2 separate regions of the Gossypium hirsutum genome follow, and region 2 is linked to region 1. Evidence: chromatin contacts called from public Hi-C data. All regions are on one chromosome and are shown on one strand. Each heading gives the region's core, a stretch centred on a gene start, on an enhancer-like site or on the middle of the called end of the contact. The rest is flanking DNA. Distances are from core to core; before and after follow the strand shown. Region 1 holds the start of LOC107922743 (peptidyl-prolyl cis-trans isomerase FKBP15-1). Region 2 holds the start of LOC107924028.

Evidence for each region. A called contact is a pair of places that touch in the nucleus more often than the background predicts.
Region 2: a contact with region 1 is called in a Hi-C map of leaf, with 2.4 times the contacts expected there. The contact joins the promoter of LOC107924028 here to the promoter of LOC107922743 in region 1. A contact is called at or near these places in 2 of 34 Hi-C or Micro-C datasets (leaf and seedling).

The regions. Positions count from the first base shown.
Region 1 is chrA11:17,307,791-17,314,759 of Gossypium_hirsutum_v2.1, forward strand. It overlaps LOC107922743 (peptidyl-prolyl cis-trans isomerase FKBP15-1), which reads left to right and starts at 3,806. Exons shown (of 6, transcript XM_016852896.2): 1 at 3,806-4,192; 2 at 4,381-4,430; 3 at 5,306-5,368; 4 at 5,934-6,024; 5 at 6,162-6,266; 6 at 6,474-6,802. The coding sequence starts at 4,129. The coding sequence ends at 6,562.
Region 2 is chrA11:17,443,956-17,450,924 of Gossypium_hirsutum_v2.1, forward strand. It overlaps LOC107924028, which reads left to right and starts at 3,122. Exons shown (of 14, transcript XM_016854280.2): 1 at 3,122-3,538; 2 at 3,760-3,869; 3 at 4,462-4,524; 4 at 4,611-4,803; 5 at 4,994-5,098; 6 at 5,191-5,321; 7 at 5,423-5,993; 8 at 6,568-6,633; 9 at 6,819-6,895. The coding sequence starts at 3,269.

The DNA of each region.
Region 1 (6,969 bases), core at 2,556-5,055:
TGGTTTCGTTCGAATACAACAAGCAAAAATGCCACTCGGTTTCTGGACCATGTTTCTAGTTCTCATTAAAAAAAGAAAATATGAAAGATAGGAGAACCCATTCAAGTTGGGCTGGAGTGCTGATTGCAGGCTTGGTCATTAGTTTCTTGACAATATTTCAGTAGTACGTGGTGGCGTTATAAATGTTGGTTCCTATTTGATCGGCATCATCGACGTTGGCCCAACCCGTTTCCGCTATCTAGATCTGAACATCATGGTAACCTAGTCTTTTCATTGCGAAAATAACTGAGTTAACCATATGGTCAAACAAATTAATGTAGGTCAAATTGGAGACTGGGTCGGTATATGTTACAATTGGGGAAGCAAAAAGTGCATAATCGAGGTCAATGTTTTTGGGTGGGTGGATTAAGAGAAATACGGGTAAACATGGAGGAAAAAGAAAGACATGGTACGATTCAAAAACTATAACATAGGTTTAACAATCGTACCGAGGATGTCAGATCAGAAAGTTCTGCTAGAAGGTGGAAATGAGGATTCCAAGACATCCATTGCCATGAAGGCACCGGCTTTGATTTTGTTAAGGGAATGGGTTATTAAGGCATCTTTAATTCTACGCATGGCTGGTACGATGTGGCACTATATGGGATTAGGGGAAGTGCTAATGACTTCGTTACCAATGAGGACGTATCAAATTTTAGTGTGGGGATAAAAATGGAGAACTTTGGATGCAACCCAGGAATGAGCTAGCTTTTGAGAGGCAGAGATGCTAGTAATGAGCTCATTTGGGACCATGATGGAGACATGGAGATTGATATGGTTGAGAGCATTAAGGATGCTGGGATTTGCGTCGTTGATTTTGACATGTTTGGCTTCGAGGGATTGGATTAGCTTAACTGATTGTTTTGGGGAGATGGTAGATTGTCTCTAAGTTGATCGTAGTTTACTCCCACTTGGCTTAAGATCTCAACACCTTAAAAATAATCAAACCATGATATATTAAAATTTAAAACCCTCCAAAATGAAACTTATAGAAAAGAACTTAGAAGAAACAAAAAGGAAAAGGGAGAGGAAGTAGAGCAAGGAAACCCGTATTCAGCATTAGTGACAAGATGTGTTGAGTATTTTGTCTCGTATCTCATCAACAGAAGCATTCGTGTATTTCTATTATCACAGCTCGCAACTTGACCCCCACTGTTTTATCTCGACTCCATTGTTTCTAGGATTGACATTTCGTGCGGGCTCCAAGCCTACTGGACACGTGTTTCGCCCTGGGCCGTCTGCAGTGTACGTGGTCCTCTCTGTACTCGGGACTAACATTCTAAGTGGGCTTTAGGCCCGCTGGACACGTGTTTCACTCAGGGTTGCCTGCAGAACACGTGATCTCCCTTCAGTGAGCACCTTGGGTATATGTGAACTGGGGCTGCAATCCTCACTCAGTTCGTGCGAGCTGGAACCGCGAGTTCGCCTTGCAAGCTAGATCAATGAACTCCCCTACTATCCTCTCGTGATTCGCCTCGCACTCAATCATTTGGTGAGATCTATTTGGGTCACGGGTAGCTGACTCGGGTCTTATCTAGGACTCGGGTTGGTGATCACTGATGTATAACAATATACTTCTCCCAGAGCCTCGTATGCGATTACCAATGATGAGAGACTAACAGAGAAGTTTGAGTTTGAAGCAAAGCAGTGGCGGACAAAATTGTAGTTGTTCAATAAGCAAGGTAGAGTCATACGAGAGCTGTTTGGCTCGGGGACTCCTCCACAAATGAGCAGCAGCCCTCTAGTCCTTCGTTGGAGGTACATCTTTTTCAATAACTATAGACATTGTTTTTTACTAAAATAAGCATAACTTAAGGATGTTTTGTAGATAATATTTAGATTAATCTAAAGCTGTTTAAGGGTTTGTTAATCAGAATTATCACTGACTGTTTATCCAGTGAATTGAGAATAATGTTTAGATAGGGATAATGACGACTGACTATTGAGATGATGGATGAAAACAATAAATGAAATGCATTGAAATGATCATTGCCATTTTTTTTCTGTTTATAAATCATTGCGAATTATACTTTTTAATACCAAACAAATTATTTCGTCAAACTTAATTTTCGGAAAACAACTCCAAATTTTTTGATGGGACAAAGCCACCTTTAATTTTTCAATTTGATTAACATTTAATTTTTCAATTTGATTATTAATTTTTTTTATTCACGTTAGTTCAAAACTTAATAATTATTTCTAATTTAAAATTTTAAGTAACGAATATAAATTATAAAATATATTTAATATATTAAGTAAGAAATATAATTAGATTATTTAATAATATAAAATATTTATTCTATTTTTTCCATAATTCTTAAACATTTAACTTTATTCTAAATAAAATCACATTTTAAATATAAATTTTAAGGTAATATAATATTAAAATAAATAAAATAAAACTGAATTAATTGAAAATATTTAATAAATAACTCTTATCTATTTATCATTTTTCACATTTCTTTTATAAAAATTAGATTAATTGAAAATATTCTCCCTTAAATACAACTTCTACCAAACATTTTTATTTTATGTTGAATTATCCAATAAGTAAAAAAAAATTACCAGCTTACCTTTATAAAAAAATCAAGGTAAAATTAGTAAAATTTTTCACAACTCAATAACAATTATTACCCTGTTTTCCCTTTCGGAAATACCATTTCTGTTTCTACAATTTCATTTCTCTACATTCAATTTTTTTAAAGAAAAAAAGTCCAGGAGCACACTCATCTAATATCCTTATTATATACAAGTGGTCACTTGCTTGAATTCAAAGTAGGATCCGGGTCGCTTATCCGTAGTTCGAATAAGTCCCACTAAACGATTGAGTTTGACGTAAACTGTAAGAAGATAGTGAGGGGAGCTCGTGGACCCAGCTCACAAGGAAAGCTCGCATGAACTAAGAGAAGGCTAAGGGCGAAGCTAGAATAAATTTTTAGGGGGAGTCGAATAAAATTTTAGTTTTTTATAGTCTATATCTTTATAATTTTTAAAGGATTAAACCGAATTTTTATAATTTTAAGGGGACCAAAATACAATTTTACCTTTAGTAATTTAAAATTTTAAAAAAAATTCAAAGGCCAAAATTAAAATTTTCCATTTTAAGGGGGCTAGGGCCCCTGCCAACCCCTGCATCCGCCAATGGAAAAGGTCACGGTCTTAGTTCGCATATATCAAGAAGCTCGTAGAAGGGAGACTGCATGGTCTGACAAGCAACCCAGACTGAAGCACGTGTCCAGCATGCCTGAAATCCACTCAAAATATCAATACTAAGAAGAGTAAGGTCAAGTCATGAACAGTGCAGCCTTTCTTCTGTGAGCTCATTGAGTATATGCGAATTGAGACCGCGGTCTTCCCTTTGTTCGTGTAAGCTCTCCTTGAGAATTGGGTTTGCGAGCTCCCCTCGCTGTCCTCTCACGATTTGCCTCACACTCAATCGTTTGGTGAGACCAATCCAAGTCGCGGATAGACGACCCGGAACCATCCTGAGATTCATGCTGATAATTAATGATGTATAACAATCTTATATTAAAATCAGTAATTAACTAATTATTTACCCAAAATATCACACGCATCAGTAAATTCCATTAATTATTTATCACTCATTTTTTAGCCAAAATTGAAAAAATATTGATCTTCATTAATGATAAATGATAAAATCTAAATAAACAATAGATGACTTTTCAAATAGTAAATCCATTTTCTTCACAAAAAAAAAATTAATTAGTAATATTTAGTGTTTAATGGAAGTCACAGTGATTGCTTGAATAGAACCTGTGTTTCATCAGTAGAAAGGTCCGAAAAAGGCCAAGTTTCCCTTTGCAGCCAGCTTTAATGAATGATGTTGGTAGAGCAAGTTTTTTATAGGGAGATTCAAAATGGTGAGGAATGAGAGCCATCCATTGCACATTTAAAATGGGCAGGCCTTACCATAAAATTGAGGCCTTGAAAGAGTCTAAGAAGAAGACCATTTCAGCCCATTTTAAGTATTCGGATTGCTTTTGCTTTAGATAAAATCTCGCAACGCCAAAATTTACAGAGAATATAAGTCGAGAGAGAATTAGTCGGAGTTAGAGAGAGTGAAACAAAATGAGTATCAGCTGCGCGTTGAAGGTGGTTCCGATTGTGCTTCTGTTGGTTCTTTTCGCATTAGGTAAGTTTCTTATCCAATTATATTCTTTCGGTTATTAATTATACGGTGTCATAATTTCCAGATCTAATCGATTGTTGAAACGTCTCTTGTCTTCTGATTTAATATTTTAAAAAAATTGTAGCAGTTTAGCTTTCTTTCGTTTTAATTAATTATTGATTTTATTTTTGTACACTTTTCGAATTCCTCAGCGAATGCCAAGAAATCAGCTGATGTGACCGAGCTGCAGATCGGCGTCAAAGTATTTCTTTTCCCCTTATTTTCTATGTCATTTCATGTTCTTTTCAATTTGATCTGTGATAAAATAAAGCTGTAAAAATTGTCTCTCAATAGCTTATATATGATATATTTTGTTTTGGGGACTTCGAAGCTTTAATTGGTTAAGTAGGAAGGAAATTAGATAGATGAAAATTGGAAGAGCAGAATTATAGAAAGATTTTTATTAATGTGATTGGTAGGAAAGATTTTGAAAATTTGAAAGAATTGCTTGATAAAGTTCAAAAACAAGGAAAAAGAAAATGAAGGTTTTGAAAAATGCATTATTTATAACTAATATGCATGCTTCTCCCATTTTCTCTCTTTTTATCATTCTAATTTGGAATAATCTGTTTTTATCCAATTTTGTTTCTTCTTACTAATTTTCTTATTAAGCATGCTTAAAAATTTTTTAGTTTTTGACTTTTTCACTCCTTCCTTCCATCTTCTTACTTTTCCACCAACCAAACACATCCTTAATTTTGAGTGGTAGTAATTTTTCTTTCTCTTATACGGACGCATATATATGTATATGTTGATTCTTCGGGGGGAGCCTTGGTTTATTTAGGGTTAGCAGTATTGGTTGGTTCATGTCTGTTTATCTCTGAATAAACAGAGTAAGGTTTCTTCATGAAATCAAATGAAATGCAGAGTTGAAATAGAGTAAGGTTTTACATTTTTCCATTTCATTTGGTAACCTTAGTGCTGTTTCGTAACATTGTATGCCAATTTTCAGTTGGTTCATGTTGTTATAGATTTGTATGTACAGATAATCAACTGTTATTTTTTGTTTCTAACTTCTTGGTCGGTTTAATCTTTGCTTGTGATCTTGTTAACTATTTCATTCTCACCTTTTCACAGTATAAGCCTCCATCATGTGAATTCCAGGCTCATAAAGGTGATAGAGTAAAAGTGCACTATCGGGTAATGTTCTATAGCTCCATCTCGATGTTAAGTTTTATATCATATTTCTTGACCTTTAAAATATTAATGAAGAATATTTAATTGTGCCTATTTCTCCTGCACTCTTCTTGTAAAATTTAGGTCATTCTTTACGGTTTTGTTAGTAACAAACGAGGAGCTAAACCTTTTTTTATATTTCTATATGTCAGATTGGTTTCAACTTTATAGCATGTTCCTTCTTTGGATTTTGGAAATAGAAGCTTGGTTTAAGCAATTTTCTGTACTTTATTATAGTAAGCGGCCATCAACTTGTACTAATTTTATGGGATATAATATATATGTATGTAGACTTATGCCAGTTTCAAATATTATTTTGCTTGTGCCATTATTAGATTTCTAATTCATTGTATAAAAGGGTGTATAAGAAGGAAAACAAAAAACAAAAAGAAGAAAAGAAAATGATTTGGTGTGAATTTTTGTGGTCAAGTACATATTGGCTTCTAAACTTTAATGGTTAGAATTAATTGTTTACTACCTAAGAGGTGTGAGTTTCTTGGTTTACATAAATTTTCATCCCTTTTTGCAGGGGAAGCTCACTGATGGAAAGGTTTTCGATTCCAGTTTTGAAAGAGGTGATCCCATTGAGTTTGAGCTTGGTAGTGGACAAGTAATCAAAGGTTAGTTGCCCTTAACAACTAATCCGGATTTTGCTATAACTCAGACAATGAATGACTTGCTTTACTACCGGAATTTTGGTGGTTATATTGTGTGGAGTTCATTCATTGATGCCTGAAAGCGATTATGCTTTTGGCAGGATGGGACCAAGGATTGCTGGGGATGTGCGTTGGTGAGAAGCGCAAATTGAAAATACCTGCTAAGCTTGGATATGGTGAACAGGGTTCACCACCCACCATCCCAGGTAAATTTTTCATTTTTGTTCATATTCCTTTATGCTTCACAATTCCAATGTCGTAGACAGTGGTCCGTTATTTATATAATTGAAGGAATGATGTTATTATGGAAGCTCCTTTGCATATTGAATAAAATCTTTGCTTTAAGCTGCTTTGCCTGTTTGTCTATCATAGGAAACAAAATTGACGAATTTTTTATTGGCCGAACTTACCAGGTGGAGCAACGCTAATATTTGACGCAGAGCTTGTTTCAGTCAATGGGAAGCCATCGAGTGGGGAGGATACAAGTGAAGATGAGCTATAGTTGCTTTGCTCATTAGCGCTAACTTTTTTTATATTTTACTACGCTTGTTTTCCATTAAAAAACGCTATTATGACGGCGTAACCTCAACAGGCCTTCTGTCTAGGATTCAGATAATATTTTTGGGGGTTTCTTTTTTTCCACAAGGAAAACTATCTGTTTGTTACGATGTTGGAGAAACGTTCTTTTTGGATGGTTCCTCCTTTGATTATTATTATATGTGGGCAGATAAGGTGAATTCAACTGTCGAATTAAAACTTGATAAAAGTTGTGCATTTCTGATATGATGACAGGCAAGCTTCAATTTCAAAGGATGAATGAAGGGTACAACTTCCACAGTTAACAAATATCACTGGGAACAATTATGATTGCATTATACATTGTCGTTAAACCAAGTTGAGTCGGTCTCT
Region 2 (6,969 bases), core at 1,872-4,371, 140 kb after region 1:
AAATTAATATATAAGGCCTGAAAATGATTAAATTTGACAAGATGGACTAAATCCAAAACTTTCGCATAACACAAAACTAATATTAGAATTTAACTATTATCGTTTGGATCAAGATTAAAAATCTAAATTTTAAAAAATATAAAGATTAAAATTAACCAAATTAAAATTGAAGAAATTAAAATAAGATACCAAAGCTTCGGTGCCTGTCGAATCTCATTCCAAAATGATAAAACATGGATTAGTTTTCTCTCGTTAATAAGTTCAAGCCCATACATATTGGACCCGTACAGCACCTCCCTGGCCGCCATCCTTTCTAAGATTGTCTGTGTCATTTGAGCCCATGTCTAAATATGGGCTCTTCTTCCGTCTAAGTAGAAGGAGCCATTATAAAGTTTTCTTTGTTTTTTAGTCGGATTTTAATTTAATTTTTTTAAAAATCGCCACAGACCCATCTATGAATATTTTAGTAATTTTTGGTAAAATTAATTATTTTATATTTGACTTAAAAAGTATATAAAGAAACTTTGGTTTAGTGGCTACAAACTGTTCACCCATAAAATTTATTTTTGAGTTTTTTTTTTTTAAATCAAGTGATAGGCTTTTATATTTTTACTATTTAAGATTGCTCTAGTAGTCACTACGAGTTCAATACTTTATCTATCTATAATTTTATAATATATATAAAAATAAAAATTGAAAAAGACATTTAAATTGATTGAGAATATTTTTTATTTTAATTATATTACTGAATTTATATTATAATAATAATTTATTAGTATTATTATGTGGTAACAATGAAAGTAATTAATGAATATGGTAGTATATTAATGTGAAATTAATTAATTTGGTCATATCTTTTAAAAAATCTACTTAAATAATTACATAATATATTATTAATTAATAAATTTATAAAATCATTGAATACATTTGGATAAATTAAAAAAATAAAAACTTAAGTTTTTTAAATAATATATTTTCGGTATTTTCAATTGTTTAGAACATTTATGTTTCTTATTCAACAATAAAATTTAGTTCCATTAAAAGAAGTTTTATTTTGATGTAATTAACTAATTTATACAAATGTATCTTAGGAGGCCGTTCATTTATTTAATTCAATACAACTCTATGAGTTTCTTTATTTGCAATATATATATATTTCGTTTTTAGTTGTTTTTTTTTAAGAATTATGAGAATACTAATTAAACTTTCTTGTTGATTAAGAAATATAAATATTCGGAATAAATAAGTAAAAAATATAAAACCTAATATGTGATCAAGGTTAAGTCTTGAAATTGAACCTAATATGATTTATACTCATTAAAACCTAAAATTTGTAATTTTCTGTAATAATCCCGTCTAGAAATTTTGCTTACACAATCTTCATTAAAACGATCATAACTTGAGTTCTTTGACTTGGAATTAAACAAGTCAGAGTCTGTTTGAAATTAATGACTCTTCAATCAATATGAATATATCACAACCTAAAAAATATCTAGAATCCATTAAAAAATAACCTTAAAAAATAACATTAGTTAACAAAAATTATCCCATACACATATACATCGCATCTAAAATTGAGTTTGAATTTTGGTGATTTTTAAGCCTAATATTTTATTGGGTTGAATATTTAGCAAAATGATGATGCAATTTTGCTTTGAATGCCAATTACAGTAGAGGTCCGATGGCATCCAAAATGAACACCTCGTTCTTTTGAAAGGGAGAGGTGAAAAAGAAAAATCTCTGAGGTTATTGTGAAATTGGCTAAAACATACAATTCTGAAATTATTATGAAGAAATTAAGAGGGAGTTTGGTACGATAGTAAGTCATCATTTTGTTGAAAATTTCAGTATGCTACAAACTAATCAAATAGTTTGAAAATTAAAATTATATTTTGAGACAATTTTATCTTTTTCTTATTTTCATTATTTTTATGCAACACTTTTCACCTTAAAACCATAAAAAAAATTAATATTAATTTATTTTAAATACTATTTAATTCAGTTAAAAATTACATATAAAATATTTAAAATTTATTTTCAATAAATATATTAATTTAAAATAAATAGATTATTTTTGTTAAGAGTAAAAATCACTAAAAAGGCTAAAATTAACCAAATTTGTATTTTATTTAGTGGGTGTAATTTTAAAATTTATTATCACGGGTGCTTAGTCTAAAACTTGACTAACCATGAATACCTTTTAAAGGAAGATAGTATCTCTCTGTTGATGAATAAAATTTAGAGTTAGTTTATCATTTCTTTTGAAAATTATTTTTAAAAAGTGATTTGAAAAAGTTTGATTTAAAATTTAAGTTTTTAATATTGTTGTTAAAAAATACTTTTGAGAAATAAAATGTTTATTTTAGAGATTATATTATAAAGTAACGAATAAATATTTAAATAATTTTGAAATTAGTTAATATTATGATATTTTAGTAAAAATATAGAAAATATTTTGTTGTTAATATTTTAATATATGGAAAATAAATTTTAAATTATTTATAAAATTTAATTCAAATATATAAACTATATTTTAAATAAATTTTAAATTATTTATAAAATTTAATTCAAATATATAAACTATATTTTAAATATTAAAATATAACTAATAAATATTTGTAATTAAATATTAACAGATTTGTATAATTTTAAGGAATGCTTTTATTTTTATTTTTAATTAATGATTTGAAAAAAAAAGAAAATGGAAATACCATGTGTTTTCGAGTGAAGAAAAATAGAGGAATAAAAAAAAATACTTCTAAAGAAAAGCTAAACAAGTTAACTTCTCAGCAAAAAGTGCTTTTAAGTAAAATTGCTTTTGACTTTAAGTCAAAAGTGCTTTTTTTTCAGCATTGTTAAAGACAACCTTAAATGGGAGCAACAATTAAACTACGACCTAATTTAGGGATATTTTTCAAAAATATTTTTGAAATGTGGGAAGAAATTAAAATTTTTAACTTCTAAAATAAATAACTTATTGAAGAATATTTTTATCCAAAAATACATTTTACACATATTAAAAATAGTTATTGCTAAACTTACCATTCCGACAGAGAAAGTGAACTTAGCGTACACGTAATTGATCATTTAAGTAGAGGTTTCTGCTGTTTTAGCTTGGCTTCGGCTTTCGGCTTCGCCCAATAAAACTCGGAGTTGCCCTATCTCTCACATTCTAAAATCTCAAATGTACCATTCGAAGGCAGACAAACCCAAATAAAAAAAAAAGAAAAGAAAAAGAAAGAGAAAACATTGTTTTGATCGAATAATAATGGAATCAATACAAAGCAGAGTGGAGACATGGATCAAGGACCAAAGAGCCAAGATCCTCAAGGTCTCGTGGGGGCCGCTTCAGTGGCGGATGAGGTGGCATTGGCCGCCGTGGAACAACGGCGACATGGAGCAGCGCCAGAAACTCCATCAAGAGTACGAAAGGCGAAAGCGCCAACTCCAAGAGCTTTGCCGAGCCGTCAAAGCTGATTCTCTCTCGGATTTGCAGGACATTCTTTGTTGCATGGTCCTCTCCGAGTGCGTTTACAAGGTACAGCAATAATTGCGGCTTTCTCCAATATTTCCCCATCACGCCAATTTTATACACATATATATTAAAAGATGTTATGATTTGACAGTTAATTTAAAAAATTTTAAGTTCAAAGGAGCTAAGTTTTATCCATGTTTAATTACAAAAAGGAACTGCATGTCTTATGATAAATTTTCTATTATTTATGGGAAAAATATTCTTTTCCATCCCTTTCTTTGTAGAAACCTGCTACTGAGATGATTCGAGCTGTGAACAAATTTAAGGCTGATTTTGGAGGACAAATTGTTTCTATAGAACGCGTACAACCTTCTTCGGATCATGTTCCACACAGGTATTTATTTTTAACTCTATAATCTACACTCCTCGTCTATTACATAGTTGTAAACAATCTTTCATATTAACTCGAGCACAGATGAATGACCTTGTGCTGCAATAGCAAGCTATAATGATGTTGCTGAAGATGATTTAGTTTTTGTACGAATAACATAGTGATTCTTTACATAAAGTCGTAATTTTGATTTAAAACTGCATGCAATGCGAGTATGAAAACATTTTTTTTCCTATAAATAATAAATTTAACTGGAATTTTCTCATTACTTGTCAACGATTCGACATGCTTGTGTAGCTTTGGCCCAAATGTGGACAAAAAGGGGTTAAATAGAAAGGTAAGAAGAATAAGAGAGCATCATTAATGAGTTCGAATGCAGGTGTGTGCATCCATCCTAAATTTAAAAAATGACATATGGCTCATAAGGTGATTAACTTAGCTGGTTGCCTGGTTTTCATTTAGTCTGGATTAGGTCTTTGATGGTACTCCACCATGAAGTACTATTAATCAGTAGATGCATGCTTGCCGAAGATATTACCTTGCAATTTGGCTTTGTTGGTTCCCTTATTTTTCCTTTGCATCTCTCTCATTGCAGGTATCTGTTAGCAGAAGCAGGCGATACACTATTTGCTTCGTTCATTGGAACCAAGCAGTATAAGTAAGCATGGTTCGTTATAGTGTGACTCATTATTTCTTTCTTTCAGAAGCTTGAATTTGTTTTGTTTCATTCTTGATTTCTTTAAGAGATGTCATGGCTGATGCGAACATACTTCAAGGTGCTATATTTCATGAGGATGTGGCAGAGGAGATTGGCCGGATTGAATTAACTGAAGCCAACCGAGGCGAGAGACAGAAAGGAAATGAGGAAAATCAGTTCAATCCCTTGGAATCAAAACCTAAACAGATTAAAGATAGGCCTAAACCTGCTGCACATCGGGTTTGATAACAGTTTATTATTCATATATCATTAGAATTTATTTTCTTCTTTTTGTGGTTGATACTTAAATCTTGAACTTTCTTTCACTGCTCATACTTTTATGTAGTTAGTTGTTGTCTATAACTAAAAATACTTAGAGATTCTGCATAATTTTTCTTTAGTTATATTCATTCCAATTTATTATCTTTAGGGTTTCTTGGCTCGTGCTAAAGGCATACCTGCTTTGGAGTTGTACAGGCTTGCTCAGAAAAAGAAACGGAAACTTGTATTATGTGGACATTCTCTTGGTGGAGCAGTAAGTTTGATGGACTAGTTTTACTTAAGATTTACCTGATGTGTTTTTGTCAGTTAATCTATTTCATACCTTCTTTATGTATGACATAGTAGGTGGCAGCATTGGCTACCCTTGCCATTTTGAGGGTTATTGCTGTATCATCTTCATCAAAAGAAAGTGAAAGGGTTCAGGTCAAGTGTATAACATTTTCCCAACCTGCGGTAGGAAATGCGGCTTTAAGAGAGTGAGTGCTCTCCCTTTTTTGAAATATTTATCGTGTGGTTTTTTTATTATTTAATTTTCTCTGAAGCTAATTGTTTGTTCTGTGATGAACAAAATTTCCAGTTATGTTAACAGAAAAGGTTGGCAACACTATTTCAAGAGCTACTGCATTCCTGAAGATCTCGTACCTCGTATCCTGTCACCTGCTTATTTCCATCACTATAATGCACAAAGTTTATTGATGTCCTCTGGCATGGAAAATAACAGTTTACCAACATCAAAGAATGAACAAGGGTTACAGAAGGGAAAGACTGAGAGGTTAAAAGATAATGAAGGGGAGCAATTGGTTATAGGGGTAGGCCCTGTCCAGGGGCCCTTTTGGAGACTTTCAAGGCTTGTTCCATTAGAAGGAGTTAGAAGACAATTCAAAAAATACAGCAGAAAGCAACTCGACCCCATAGAGCCATCTGCAACTGACTCTAAAACTGCATCTTCCATTGAAGATGTAGTTGTTGGACCACAGTCTCTTGAAATTCAAGAGGGTACTGATGGCATATCTCTTAAACCAATTGCCAACACTGATAATTGTGAGTCCACGGGATCTGGAAAGTTGGCCGATAAAAACAATGGTAGTGGAGACAACAAGAGATGGCATAGTGTGCCTTCTTTACCTTCATATGTACCATTTGGACAGGTACATATTATGAAGGAATTCTTCTTAGTTCATTCATTTGTTTGTATTTCAATTAACTTAAAGCTACACATGCATGAAGGTGGAAAACGTTGATAATAGTTTGTCTCTGTTGTTTATTTGCTAAGCATAAGTTAAATAGGAGTTTTGAGATTGTTCTAAAAATTGGATTGTCATCACCAGCTGGTAACAGTTGTTTCATAACTGCTAGTGTCAATAGGCATGTAACTATCTAGTTTCTGTAAACTAGTTCTGATTAAATGATCCTAAGGTCTTGCTTCTGAGGAATTTGGAATTCCATGAAATGTTTAATGAGCTTTCTTACAAGTCAATTTGCCTTGCCGAGATATCTTTGGGGGTTTTGTTTCCCTTTCTGATGGTTGCAACCATTGTCAATTGTCACTACCCACTCAAATTGGAAAAGTCAGATATAGGTGGTTATTTTAGCGCCATGGCATCAGCCTAAGCTGTTCTCCTAATCATGCAGTGCTTAATGGTTGCTACAACCCACAAGTCTGTCATGTTATTATTTCAATTATTTATACAAATGAATTATTAATAAATTCACTCATAACAGCTCTTTCTCTTGGAGAATTCATCAGTGGAATCGCTCTCAGGTGCAGAGTACTCAAAGTTGACATCGGTATGAGTTTCTTTTGTTTATGGAGCTTCTGTCTAGGATTCCTAATGAATATTTCGTATTATGTACTTCATAAACTAGAGCATCATATTCAATATAGCCATTATTGCTTATGATTTGTGAGATGGGGATGATGTCTTCTTCAACCTCTCATTTTGTTTGCTTTCTTCTGGCAAAGACATGTTCAGGTCAGATCTGTGATTGTTGAATTAAGAGAGAGACTTCAATCTCATTCAATGAAGTCATATAGGTCTCGATTTCAAAGGTAATAATAAATTATGCAATAGTTTTAATGCCTACTGTTGTTTATTTTAATTTTTAGTTCTAAATTCTAATTGC